2 separate regions of the Oryctolagus cuniculus genome follow, and region 1 is linked to region 2. A link is a contact called in public Hi-C data. All regions are on one chromosome and are shown on one strand. Each heading gives the region's core, a stretch centred on a gene start, on an enhancer-like site or on the middle of the called end of the contact. The rest is flanking DNA. Distances are from core to core; before and after follow the strand shown.

Evidence for each region. A called contact is a pair of places that touch in the nucleus more often than the background predicts.
Region 1: a Hi-C map of psoas muscle shows a contact between it and region 2, with 6 times the contacts expected there. The contact joins the promoter of ATP6V1A here to the enhancer-like site in region 2. A contact is called at or near these places in 4 of 6 Hi-C or Micro-C datasets (ear pinna, liver, psoas muscle and 1 more).

The regions. Positions count from the first base shown.
Region 1 is chr4:69,752,224-69,758,871 of mOryCun1.1, forward strand. ATP6V1A (ATPase H+ transporting V1 subunit A) reads left to right here and starts at 1,408. Exons shown (of 15, transcript XM_051819038.2): 1 at 1,408-1,680. It overlaps NAA50 (N-alpha-acetyltransferase 50, NatE catalytic subunit), which reads right to left and starts at 1,566. Exons shown (of 5, transcript XM_008266924.4): 1 at 1,308-1,566. The coding sequence starts at 1,342.
Region 2 is chr4:69,641,049-69,648,163 of mOryCun1.1, forward strand. SIDT1 (SID1 transmembrane family member 1) reads left to right here. Exons shown (of 25, transcript XM_051819041.2): 25 at 564-6,101. The coding sequence ends at 626. Among named protein-coding and RNA genes, the nearest start is that of USF3, 77 kb to the right of the region's middle. Within about 2 kb of position 2,818, at least 2 of the 8 cell types and tissues checked have an H3K27ac peak or open chromatin away from gene starts, as enhancers often do.

The sequences.
Region 1 (6,648 bases), core at 158-2,657, 110 kb after region 2:
TCCACTCGCTGACCCAACCCAAATCCAGTTGAGTCACTAGCTCTTAATACTCATCCCCAGGCTCTTCATTCCCGACCCTTCTCCCTCCAGAAGATTCTGCAGAAATCCCACGTGTGAACAAAATGGGAAGGTTGTCAAAAACGGCGGCCGCAGCGCCGAGCCTGCGCCTGGAGGACAAGCAGCCCCTTTCCACCTGAAGTGGCGGGCCGCGGCTGGCTCAGCCGTGCGCTCCCCGGCAGGAGGCCCCAGGCCTCACAGTGGCCTCCGGGCCCTGCCGCTGGCCTCCGCTCAGCACACAGTCGTCCTTGGGGCGCCGAAATCCTGCGTTCCCGGGGTCTCGCCTCCCTTCGTCCTTTAGTCTAACAGCCCGCGCCGAGCCGCCGCCCCCTCTGGGAGCGGAGCAAACAGAAAAAGCCTAAAAGCCTCCGACCGCGCAGTCTTCGCCCTGGACTCCCCTCCTCCGCGGCTCTCCCATTACACGGGCCCGGCTGGGCCCCAGCCGGCTGTCCTTCCTCACCCTTTCATCTTCCCCGCCTGCTGAGGCCGTCGTTACCGCCGCTATCAACGCCGTCGTCGTCGCCGCCCAGAGCCCTCAGCGCTCTCAGCTCGGGCCACTCAACCTCCCGAGCCGGCCTCCTCGCTCCGGGCAGGGAGCGGAGCGTGGGACTGAGACCGCGACAGCCGAGCACGGCCCTGTGCCTCCGGAGGGGGTGGGAGGGGTCTCCCGCCGCCGCTAGGGTGCCTGCGCTGCCCCACACGTGCACCCGCGAACTCGGCTCCCGCTGCCGCCGCCGCCAGCCAGCCCCGCCGCCCCGCTGTGACCTTTCACCCCGCCCCCTCTGCGCGCCGGCGCGTCCGCCGCCCAGCGCGCAGCCGCACTACTCGCCTCTGCGCACCCTTCCCCCTCCTCTCCAAGACCTCCATCTTCCCAACTGGGCTGCGCCTTCGGGCGTCACGCTGCTGCTCCTCCTACCCGTTACGACAGCAGCTGTGGGGCTTGCCTGGTAGGCCCGGGCGGCGAAATCCGGATTTTTCCACCCCTCCCTCGTCGCTCCCAAATCAGCAAGTTCAGTCTTTCCCGACCCTGTTCTTTCTAGTTGATGGTCACCAGCTAGACCGCCAAACGCTTTTGTCTAATAGGGTTTTGTAAAGCCGGTTCCTGTAAGTGTAAACAAGTGTGGAAAGCTCAAGTCAATGAGGTGCTTTAGAAACAAACGTAGCTAACAATCGGCCGGATAACTCGCTACCCCAGGCACACCGTTTTGAGATCACGTGACTAGCCTAAGCCTTACGGCCTGGGACTTTACCGGCAGGCGCCAGTGGCTCGGAACTCCATCGCCATTTCCGGTCCGTGGAGCTGGGCGTGAACGTCACTTCCTTAGCAATGCACTTTAACCCTTGCCATCCGCACTTTTCTCCATTGCACTCTGCAACCTAATCGTGGTGAAAACTTAGGCTTAGTTTTTGTTTTGATCGCTAGAAAAATGCGTATTCAAGCGATCCGTAAAAAACGCAAACCCCCGAAATGCAGCGCGCCGGGTTGGGGGCGGCGGGGCGGAGCTCGAGGTCACGTGAATGGTTAGGCCCGCCCCTCCCCCGCAGCTGAAGACTTCCCCTCCCGCAGTGACAGAGCCTCTGGGTCGGTGATCCGTATTGCTTGTGCACCTCGCGCCCCAGCAGGTGAGCGGCGACCGGTAACTGGAGACTGGTGGGGACAGCCCAGGGGGTGGCAGGAGGGAGAAGGGGGAGTGTGAACAGCGGCCTCCGTTGCCCGGCTCATCCTTCCCGCTGTCACTCTGCGCCGGCAGGGAGCTTATTTCTCCATGTCTCCTGACCCCTGTCCTCCCATCCCTCCTACCGTGGTCGCCCCTACTACCTGGAGGTTGAGGTGTCCACTTTTTCCTTGTTTGGGAGTGAATGCGGTCATTATCGTACCCTCTTCGGAATCTTTGGGGCTCCGTGTAGTAGAATTGGTTCATCCATTCCTTCGGGGGAGGGGGGTTTGCACTGCCACCGGGTCCCCATTCCCCAAAGCTCATTCCTCGGTCAAGGCCCTCGTCCGGGGCTGGGGAGCTGGAACGGTGGAAAAACCCTGGAGGCAGAGGCGTCTCCTGCGAGACAGGCTTGGGAGGGAATGTCACTGATGTGGCCCTCGCTGCGGAGTCACGCGAAAGCTTCCCTCTGAATGTGCTTCCTCAGTAATTCTAAGGATCTTTATCTGACATCCTCGCAAGAGAGATTCTGTAGGTGTTCCTAGGCTTCGGGTGGGCCTAGAAGGGTGAACGAGGAAGGTCGAAGGCCTAACTATCTCCAAAACAGGGAGTGTTGGGACTGCGACATTCTCGATTGAATGGGGAGGCGTTGAAAGATGGTGTTGCAGCGTCGTGGTCCGCGGGAGGCTCAGGCTAGCTTATGGAAAAGTGCCTACGTTTCCCTGCAAGGGAAACGGAACGGGCTGGAAATAAAAGTAAACCAGATTTATTTGACTGTAAACTTAAAGGTAAGAAGACTAAGTCTAGATATTGTTGACTTCATGTTTTCTGCTTCTGTCAACCTTTTTTTTTTCCTGTTCCTCCCTAAAATCCTACTTAATTGCCACTCCCAATCGATGCCTGGACTAGCTTTGTGGTATATGTGTGTTAAGTAGTGCTTTTCTCTCTCCTTAGCTTTCTCCATTTGTAAAACTCCAAATGACCTCTTATTTTGATGAATAATATTTTGTGGACATACAGAAATTGTTTTGCCTAGGATTTTGCCCAACCTATTTTGCATGTAATGTGGTAGACAGTGTATTGACCCCAAACAGAATGCTTTAGGGAAGAATGTTTTTCAGTTTTGGGTTAAAGTATTTTATTTGTACTACCAACTCAGAAAGCTCCTTGTTTCTTTTAAATGGAAAGGTGTTGTAAAAATGACAGACTTGATTTTTTTAAAATTTTCAATTAGAATGAAAAATTCATATTCTCAGCTAAAATGTTGCAGTTTTCTAACCAGTGAAATTGAAGAATCCATTAGAAAGACAGCTGAGAAATGAGGAAGATGGAATCGTCTTTGGTGGATGTGACTGACTTAATTTTATTTTTTCTGTATCTTCCAAATTCTTTTCAATAAACTGTTATGAAGTTTACCGTAGAAAAACTGGCCTTTTGGTGCTCCTTATTGGAAAAACACAATCTTGAAGATCTTGCTGTCTTCAAGTATTGAAGAAGATTACTGAGGGTGGGTGTTTGGCACAGAGATTAAGCTCTCTCTCCCTCTCTCTCTGCCTTTCTAATAAGCACAGATTTAAAAACAAAAACAACCACAAGAAACAGAAGAGGAAAAAGCAACAGTTTTAGCATGTTGTACTTATATGTTGTTCATACTGGTCAATAACAGTTATCTATTGAAATGTTTATTAGGCATGCCTTCTACAGATGCAAATACAATTTTATTAATGAGTTTTTTTTCCAGAGTGAGGTTTCCTGATCTCTAGAGGAGAGAAGGGGGGTGGGGAAGTGTTGCTTCATTGCCCAGGTGACCTTCTACCAAATAGCTCCTTGAGCACTGTGGTAGTCCAAACCAGTCCTGTCTGGGTGAAACCAAAACGGGAGAGAGAAAAACCAGCTACAAAGCATTGAGTCCTAGCGGGGTGAAATGTCAGTATTGAAGAGGTTGAATGAGTTTGCAGTTTTACTTCACAATTTCTCCAACTTTAGGGAACTTATGAAAGCAGTAATGGAGATCACTGAGGAAATCTGACAGATGAGCAGCAGGAATTGGTGACTACATTGCTTCTGAGACTGAATGGGGAAAAGAGCTTTAACATACACAATGAAAACCTGCGCATGCGCACACACACACACACACAGAGGTCTTGAAGCCTGGAAGACATTTCTTAGAGTAGCTTTATCTGTCTATGAGTGTTATATGTTAAAATCCTAACATTTATGTAGAACATTGTGCTGTAGTCCACCACTCAGGAGCACATAGGGCTTTTGTGTTAGCGGCCTTCCTGTGAGGGCTTGTTTTCACCGCCTTTACAGATGATCTCCACCACTGAGAATGCTTTCTTCCCCCCGGGCAAAGGTAGCCACTCAGTTCTGTCAACTATTGCATAGTAATTTCTGTTCTCTTTTCACTTCCAGCACGTTGCAGTCTGTGGCCTTATTTTCATTTAACCATAAAGATCTTAGGGGTTCAAGTGCAGTGTCTTTCCTGTGTGTCTTGAACACCAGAATGCTGAAGTTCCTGATAGGTACTTACTAAATTGTTTAAATGAGTGTTGGACAATTAGACAAGGAGATGAAACCATTTTACCTGTTGCAGTTCCTTGTACCTTCTAAGGTTGTGCAGTCAACATAAGCTTGCAAATGCCACTTGTTAATGATAACCTTCCAATGTATAGTCAATGGAATAAACATAAACCTGAAATGAACATTGTTAATACAGTGACCAACTTATTTTCACTTCATATATGTGTATTTAATAACAGATATGGTTACCGTTCAAATATGGGAAGGAAGGAAAGAGGATTGAGTTGTGCTCAGTGAAAAAAGTGATTGTGTATGGGCTACAAGTGGTATAATGCTATATTAGAAGTCAGAGGATCTTCATTCAGCTCAGCCACTTTAGTTCCATACCCTTTAAGCAAAGCTGGTCATAGGAGATTACAGGTTTGATGCTTAGGAACCCTTCTCTCGCAGATGTTGTGAAGTTGAGTAAGATAACCTTGATAATAATCTATGAGACAGTATTCTAAGAACTAAGTGGTATGTGACTGTAAAGTAATATAGTACAGACTTTACAGGAATTTCTTAGTTTTAGAGAACTGGGTTCAACTTCTGACCCTGTCACTTATGAACTATGGGACGTTGGACACTTATATCAGTTAAGTTCCTTTATGCTTTACTCTTTCAAATAAGTGAGTTTAAATTTGATTACAGTCTTACAGTATTTAATACTTACTTTTGTAAATTTTTTATTATTAACTTTACTGACATTTATTTTGATTTTCTGTACTGAGTTTCTAAAGGAGACCTTACACGTTCCACAGAATTGACTAATACCCCCTTCTTGACCAACAGCACTAGAGTATAGGGAAGGGAATAGAATTTTTTTTTTTTTTTTTTTTTTGAGAGAGAGGACACAGAAAGTTCCCATCTGCTGGTTCACTTTCCAAATGCCCACAGTGGCTCTGGCTGGTCTGGGACTGAAGCAGAAATCCAGGATTGTAATCCAGGTCTCCCATATGGATGGAGGTAACACACTGAACAGAGCCATCACCTAGCCTCCTAGGGTCTACATTGGCAGGGAGGTGGAATTGGAAACCAGAGCTGAGAACTGAACCCAGGTACTCCAATATGCGATGCAAGGAGCAGAATATGAAATGAGGCTATTAACAAACAAAAAAAGGGCAAGAAAAAGGTACTTACAGCAAAGTTCTAAAGCAGAATTATTGATAGGAGCTGAGAAATACCGACATAAAGTCCATTGATTTGGCAACCACAGTCACTTAGTATTTTCTGCATACAGTAAACATTTTCCAAAGCTTGTGATCATTCGTTTGTAGGATGCATTTAAGGAAGCAGTTCTTCTGTGATTTATAGAAATATATTGTAATTGCACAGACTGTAGAACAGGGTCTTTTGTTAATCATTACATTTAAAAATTTTAAGTATTTTTTTTTAAGATTTTGTTTTAATTTATTTGAAAGACAGAGTTACAAAGAGAGGTAGAGACAGAGAGAGAGCTCTTCCGTCCTCCCCAAATGGCCACAATGGCCGGAACTGCGCCAATCTGAAGCCAGGACCCAGGAGCTTCTTCCGGGTCTCCCATGTGGGTGCATGGGCCCAAGGACTTGGGCCATCTTCTGCTTTCCCAGGCCATAACAGAGAGCTGGATCAGAAGAGGAGCAGCTGGGACTAGAACCGGTGCCCATATGGGATGCCGGCGCTTCAGGCCAGGGCTTTAATCTGCTGTGCCACAGTGCCAGCCCCTAGACTTAGGTTTCTATAAGTGCATTTTCTTTTATATGTAGTACTTATACATTATATATGCACATTATGTGAATACTTGATTATAAGATATATGCATGTCTGTATGTAAAGACATCTGAAATGGATGTTTATCTTCATAGTAACATCTTTATTTTTACCTGAAACTAGCCATTAACTGAAATTATTGGTACTATGGATAAAATCATCTAATTATTTACATGTAGATTCCTCTTTCTATTTATTTTTTTGTGGTTAATTCTACTTAATAAGTTTCACAACTGTGGTTAACCAATTTCTAAAAATGGGAGGCTGGTGTTGTGATGCAGCAGGTTAGGCCCCTTGTGATGCCAGTATCCCATATCAACAATCTGGATTCAAGTCCTCGTTGCTCTGTTTCCAATCCAGCTTGATTTTAATGTGCCTGGGAACCCAGTGGATGATAGCCCAAGTATTTGGGCCCCTGCAACCCATGTGGGAGACCCAGATGGAGTTCCTGATTCCTTTTTTTGGCCTGGCCTGGCACTTGCTGTTGCTGACATTTCGGAACATACTCTCTCTTTCTGTCTCTCCCTATTTCTGTTTCAAATAAATAAATAAATTTTTAAAATACATTAAAAATTGACATTTTTAGATTTGAATTTTAGAAACACTTTAATTCTTATATAATATT
Region 2 (7,115 bases), core at 1,568-4,067:
GAGAGAGAGAGAGAGAGGCCAAGGGGTCCATGAGGAGAGAATGGAAATAAGAGCTAGGAATGGAGGAGAAGGGTCATTTCTGTATGGAAATAGACTGTGCCACAAAACCTCATGTCCTCAGTGTTACCTTCTAATAATGACTGTCCGAGCCATCTTGCCAAAATGGTTGCCTCTCCCACCCCATATTTCCTATGTTTTCTCCCTAGTTTAATTTCAGTCCTTGGCATATACTACCATCTAATATACTGTAGTTTATTCATGGGCTTTTTTCGTGTCTAAAACCCTCTCTTTTATGCAGGCTCTATGAAGGGGGAGATTTTTGTCTCTTGTTCCAAGCTGTATCTCCTTCATCTGGAATAGTACATTAAAACCCTTCCTAAGTGTGTAATTGCTAAATGACCTATATTTCTATAAGTGGTTAACAGCAAGGTATTGAAGAAGGCTGTAGAAGATAGGAGACTGAGTAAGGGATCATACAGTTTTTCAGTCTGTGGGGGTCAGCAAGCAGGGACTTGGCGGGGCTGCGACTGGGAAGTCGTGCGTTTCTGTCTCTCTTGTTTCAGGTTCTGTTAACCCTGGATGATGACCTGGATGTGGTGCGAAGGGACAAGATCCCTGTCTTCTGAGCCTCCTGCATGGAGAGGGAGAGAGGAGCAGTCCACCCTGGTGCTGTTTCATGCAAACGACAGTGACTGCAGCAAAGCCACCACTGCCAGCGCTCCACTCAGCCTCCGGAGAGGCAACTCTGCCTGTGTTCCCCCGGGAGGGAGGTGGCTGGGGGCACGAAACCTCAGGAAGGCGGGCAGAAGGGAAGCCACAGCTGGGAACAGAGGCACCGAGAAACACCTGTCCCCTTCTGTCTGCTACTCCGTGAGTCAGACATGGTCAGAACTGGATCTGAGAGGCCTTCGCGCCCTCCCCTGAGACTCGCTGGCAATGGCAGACTGCTGCTGCTCCTCTCCTGCCAGCTGCCGCCGTGTCAGGCCAGCTCCTTGGATCTCCCACCTCCCTGACACCTGCTGCTCCGGGCTTCCCAAAGCACCAGCTCACTTCTCTAAGGTCCTCAGAGGATGGGATTGCCCGCGTGGAGTGGAGAGGTGGACCCAAGTAGGATAGATGTTCTGGGGGTACCAGCTGGTTACCACTTCTGGAGGAATGTCCAGTGTTTCCTCCAGGTTCCTACTGCCATTAGGAGACTTGAGGTTGGACTCTGGGACACATACACCTTTGAACAGGTGACTGTCACTGTCTCCAGAATAGGGAGAGCGGCCCTATTCCCTAGTGTCTTTGCTACGTTGCTGCGTGTTGAGCCCTCGCTCTTGAAAAGGCCCTGTTGCTCCACAGACTTCCATCAGTTTCAAGACAGATGGGGCGTGGCCGGCAGTGCTAAGCGACTGGAAACATGGACATCAAGCGGGCAGACCTCACCCGAGGGACTGGGACTGCTCATGCAAATCAGCCAAGGGCACGGTGCTTACTTGGCTCTCCCATTTGCGCACCACAATCCTGCGCCTACGTCACCTTTGTGGAGGGAATGAGTGTTCTGACAAGGGGCTCTCGTCGGGGACTTCGTGACTGAGCCCCGTGCCTGTCACATCATGTAGATCAGGGTTCCAGACTTTCTCCCTGGAGTCCTCAGAAGGAACTATCAGGATGAGCACATCTTCCTCTTCCTCTCTCGTTGTCCAGGGTACAGCGAATGTGATATCGTCCACTGATTGAGCCTGGCTCATTCCTGCAGTGAGGTGTTGAGAAGCCCAGCGGCCATCTCTGTTTGCACACTGTCTGGCGGCTCCTCCTCCGAGAAGTCCCATTTTGACCAAGCTGTCCTGCTGCCTGGAGCATGACGTAATCCGGAAACACGCACACAAGCGTGCACACACGTTTGTTTGCTGGCGAGACTGAAGTCCCCTCTCACCTCTTGTTTCGTGATCATTTGTCACAGAAAGGGATCAGGCATTCTTTTTAAAAAAAAAATCATTGTCCTTTCTTTAAAACACTTGTCTAATGTTCAGAAACACTTTGTGCAAATTCAAAGAGCAAGTGTTTCCAGATTTTTAAACACACAAAGTTGCTTTCCCTGAAATAGTTTGTGATTTTTTTTTTCTAAAATGACCTCAAATTTGTCATTGGTCTTCTGTTATTTTTTCCTTAAGAAATCTCTGGCTTCTGTCTGGATGAAGGCCACCATTTCAGTGGTTGTATCAATCTAACTTCTAAAACAGTTTTCAAACCTGTTTCTGGCTGATCGGGCCCAGTTCTTTCCCTTTAAGGCTCTGATGGTTTCCAATTCAGAAGACCCACCAAAGAAATGTGAAAGACGAAGTCCGTTGCAGTAGCCCTGGGGCCCAAAGTGGACACACATGACGATGATTACCTGTCTGGGAGCTTGTTGGGGGGATGTCAGCGGCGGAGGGGGAGGGGGGATTCAGGAGCCCCTGCAGAAAGGGAGGGGTCGCACTGCTGTAATCTTGACTGCACTCTGAGACTGAGTCCTGTGCTACAAAGTCACACATTGTGCAGGACAATACGCTCAGACCAAGCCTGCTCTCAGGATAAATATCCTACGTGTACCTGTGGCGAATTCTCTCGGGAGCACCCTCACTGTGCTTGGGGGACATAGAAAGTCCTTTGGCTGCATCCGTGGGATAAAGGGCGCGACAAAAGCTTTCAACAAGAGCTCAGGGGCTGCCGCCGTCCTGGGGTGGTACAAGGCCTGTGCTGTTTGCTCGCGTTGCCGTTGAAGAGACAGCCAGTTTAGCTGGAGGGTAGCTGGAGAGAACCAGTGACTGCAAAGAGGCTGTTGGCAGAGCAAGCCCAGAAGTAATGAGAGCAGTTGAGCAGCCCAGAGATGTGGCAGCCAGAGGTCAAGACTGTGCACACACAAAATGACCTCCCCACACCTCCCAGACAGATGCTGGGAGGCCACCGCACCTGTTGGTGCTGGATGCTTGAGGGATTAGCCTGGTTTTATTTTAGCAGCAGGAGAAGCCAGTGGGAAACCAGAATCTGTCTGGGGAAGGGACTTTCCGTGACTGTGGGCGGTCACCTGGCCAGCATTGGGCAAACGGGGGCAGCTGCTGCCTCTGTGGCTCCCAGCACCCAAGAGAATGCTCTGGGTCCCAGAGGGCATATGTTGGGAAATCTAGTAATATCCAAATGTTTCTCACTCTGGGTGACAGCCTGTCTGTCTAAACCTTGAGAGAAGGGAGGAAAAAAAGAAATATTCTCAATAGAAGGAAGAGCAGAGTCTGAGAAGGATTCTGGAGTCAGACTTTAAATCAGTTCTGCTGTGTGACCTTGGGTGAGTCCCCAAAACGCTCGGCTCCCCGGCTAGCACACCTCCATGACCTCACGGGAGGCCGTCCAAGGCAGAGACCGGTCAGGCAGCGGCCGCAGCGTCAGCAGCGCAGCTCCTCCACGCCCATGCCCACCGGCAGAACCCCACCGGCGGCAGAGCAACAGCAGATCTGAGGCCAGGCGGGGATCCCTGTCCTCCACTGAGTCTCCATTAAAATCGGCCGTGCTAGCTCCCCGTCTCAGTTCCAGGAGGGCCCAGAGGGCTTGGGAAACCACCGCCTCGCTTCCGCTCGCTTCCGCTGCCCTGCCCGAGCTGTCAGATCTCCTGTCCCCAGCTTCTGGCTCTTCACCTTCACAATTCACTGCCTCTGACCCTGAATCCAGTTGTTCCAACCCAGAAGAAAAAACACCGCCCAAGCCAGGCCGAGTGGAAAGTCTGGCGGTGCGTGTCACTCCTCGTTGCTGCTGTCTCTACCCCAGGCACCTCAAACACAAGAAAAACCTAGATTTCTCTTGTCCAGTGGCTCCCGTAACCGAGGTTCAGGGAGTGCCGTGTGCAGGTGGTTCCCTGACCTCCCACTCTCCTCCCTCCTCGATGTTCTGCAGGGCAAGCCTGGAAGTTGAGCCTGTAGAACGAGGCAGCTTCAGCTTGCAGGTGGCGAAACAGGTCCCCGCAGTGAGCCACTCAGGGGTTGAAAAGACTCACGGCGACTCTGACGCCCCCTGGTGGAACTGATGGATGAAAAGCACTAGGAGTAAAGGTACTATTTGCCAGAAGCAGTGAAGAACTAAGCTTTGCCTGCTTTTACCCGGATTCTGCCCAGTGTATGGTAGTGGTGGGTTTTTCTTTCCTTTGCTTTTTTTTTTTTTTTTTTTTTTTGACACTGCTTAGAGGAGACAAGATAACTATGCCGTCACGTTTTCATGTTCCCCGGTTTGAAGGCACCATTGTCAACAGGTTAAGTGCCCCCAGACGCAACTTCAGCCAAGCTTGAGAACCACAGACCAGCTTCTCTCACCGCGTTTCTAGAACGCCACGGTAATTTGAGTTTTAGCTCCGACTCCAGCTCAACGGCCCCCTTGGGGAAAATTACACTGTATGGTTTTCCTGAAGCCTGGCGCTGCTGCTCTTAACGTAGCTCAAAGATGACCAAGCGACACTACCATTCACGTAGAATTACCCCTCGCTCCCCCAGTCTTAGAGAAATGCACCTCCGCCCTCTTCCTAAGTATCTCTGGGTTAGGAAATTCCGTCATTTTCCCATGGCCCTTACATCTTTGAAAGTTCCTTGGCACTGTCTTCCATTGTTTTGGCTGCAAGGTAGTCCCTGTCATGGAAGGCTTATCCATTCCCCTGGAGATGGACAGCAGCTGACCGCTGTACTTTAATGTAGAATAGCCTTGAAGTCATATTACATTTCAGCCCAGTGCTAAATAAAGTCTGGATGTCCTGTCTCTTGTTCCAGCATTATCATCATGATTTAGAAAACAACAAGTTTAAACAGTGAAAGATTTTCAAGTCAAGGCGAGGAAAATCCAACACACAGTCCCAACATGGCTAGCTCTGGGGCCCCGGCTTTATATTTATTCTAAATCTTGACTCTGTGTGTGTGTGTGTGTGTGTGTGTGTGAATTATAACTCTAAGTCCCTTGAACAGAAGGTTATCCAAAAGAATTCAAAGCTCTCTTGGGGTGCTGAAACACGGCCATCACAGGAGGTTGATTTGCATTTCATGATTTTTCTTTCATTGCTTATCTTGAGCCTTCTATAAATCACCAGGTACCAGGAAGGTCCCTTTCAAGAAGAAGACAAGCTGTGGCCCGAGTTTTACTCTGCTCCCATCTCAATGTGGGACACCTTGTGAAATATTTGGCTTCATTGAGAGGTGCATTTTCCCTTTATTCTGTCTTTCCTCACAATTTTCTGTTCACTTACATAGAACCAGAAATACAGGGCCAGGCAATACTCAAGAAATATTTGGGCCAGATACTGTAAGGAACTGGGACACAGCCATGGACAAAACACACAGTCTATTCCATCGTGTGGTCTACTGTGCAATCGGCAAGATGGACATGAACCAATAATCTGTTCATTATAAGCAGGTCAAGAGCTATCAGAAGAAAATAGCCTAATAAGAATCTTATCATTAGGTGCAGAGCAGAAAAAATAAAATCCAAATAATTATCAGCAATATCCACCCCTAGAGATAAAGCCCTAATTGCTAATACAACAGAGCGTCTCCCCTACAGCCAAATTCCCAGAAAGAACACTTGGCCCTGTAGTTCTCCAATAAGAGACTCTTCTGGGAGGGGCAGCCTTGCTCCACGTGTGTGTCCCTGTTCTATTACTAAACTAAACAGGGCAGTGAAGTAATTAGTGGGACCCTGCCTGAGATCTGGCCAGAGAAGAGGGTGCTAGTTCTCAGGAGTGGGTGACTCAGAAGAAACAGATTTTTTTGAGATTACCCTCAGGGGCCAGTGCCGTGGCTCACTTGGTTAATCCTCTGCCTGCGGTGCCGGCCTCCCATATGGGTGTTGGGTTCTAGTCCTGATTGTTCCTCTTCCGGTCCAGCTCTCTGCTGTGGCCCGGGAAGGCAGTGGAATATGCCCCAAGTGCTTGGGCCCTGCACCTGCATGTGAGACCAGAAGGAAGCACCTGGCTCCTGGCTTCGGATCGGTACAGCACCGGCCGTGGCAGCCATTTGGGGAGTAAACCAACGGAAGGGAGACCTTTCTCTCTGTCTCTCTCTCTCACTGCCTATGACTCTACCTGTCAAATAAAAAAAAAAAATTACCCTCAATGTGTCTGAGAGTTTCTAGTTAATGATCAAGTATCACAACAATGTAATAAGCATATGGATGGAGCAGTGAAAAGGGAAGCTGATATGAGGCAAGAATAATAAATGAACGACAGGAAGACTGAATGGAAACTTAGTTGAGGGTCAGGTTCAAGCAGTAGTATTTTTTTCTGAAAGTCTAAGGGAGGGGAAGGGAACCACTGCTAAAAGTTATAGATAGGAAAGGGATTTTGAACAAGAGGACAAATGATCTGGGATTGGTACGTGGAGGGAAAGATAACTGCTTCTTTGAGTTACATAAGTTAAGGGTTTGGGTAAAACACCACTTGGGATGCCATATCCCATATCGAAGTACCTAGGTTTGAGTTCTGGCTTTGCTTCCCATTCCAACTTCCTGCTTAGTGCAACCCTGGGAGGCAGCACACGTGGCTTATGTGGTCTGTCTCTGACTCCGCATGTGAGAGACCGGATTGAGTCCCTGGCTCCTGGCTTTGACATCACCCAGCCCTGTCTGTGGGGAGAATTTGGAGGGTGGGGAGTAAACGAATGGGTGAATACTCTGTCCTCTGTCTCTCTCCCACCATGTGTGTATGTTTGTCTCTCAATTAAGTTGTTTTTTTTTTTGTTTTTTGTTTTTTGTTTTTTGTTTTTTTAGTAAGAATAAAGCATTGTACCTCAATAGTAGAGATAAGGGCTGTAAACAATAATGAAATCTCAGAAAAATAAAATAGCTTTTTTTTTTTTTTTTTTTTTTTTTTTTTTATTTTTGACAGGCAGAGTGGACAGAGAGAGAGACAGAGAGAGAAAGGTCTTCCTTTGCCGTTGGTTCACCCTCCAATGGCCGCCGCTGCAGCCGGCGCACCGCGCTGATCCGATGGCAGGAGCCAGGATCCAGGTGCTTTTCCTGGTCTCCCATGGGGTGCAGGGCCCAAGCACCTGGGCCATCCTCCACTGCACTCCCTGGCCATAGCAGAGAGCTGGCCTGGAAGAGGGGCAACCGGGACAGAATCCGGCGCC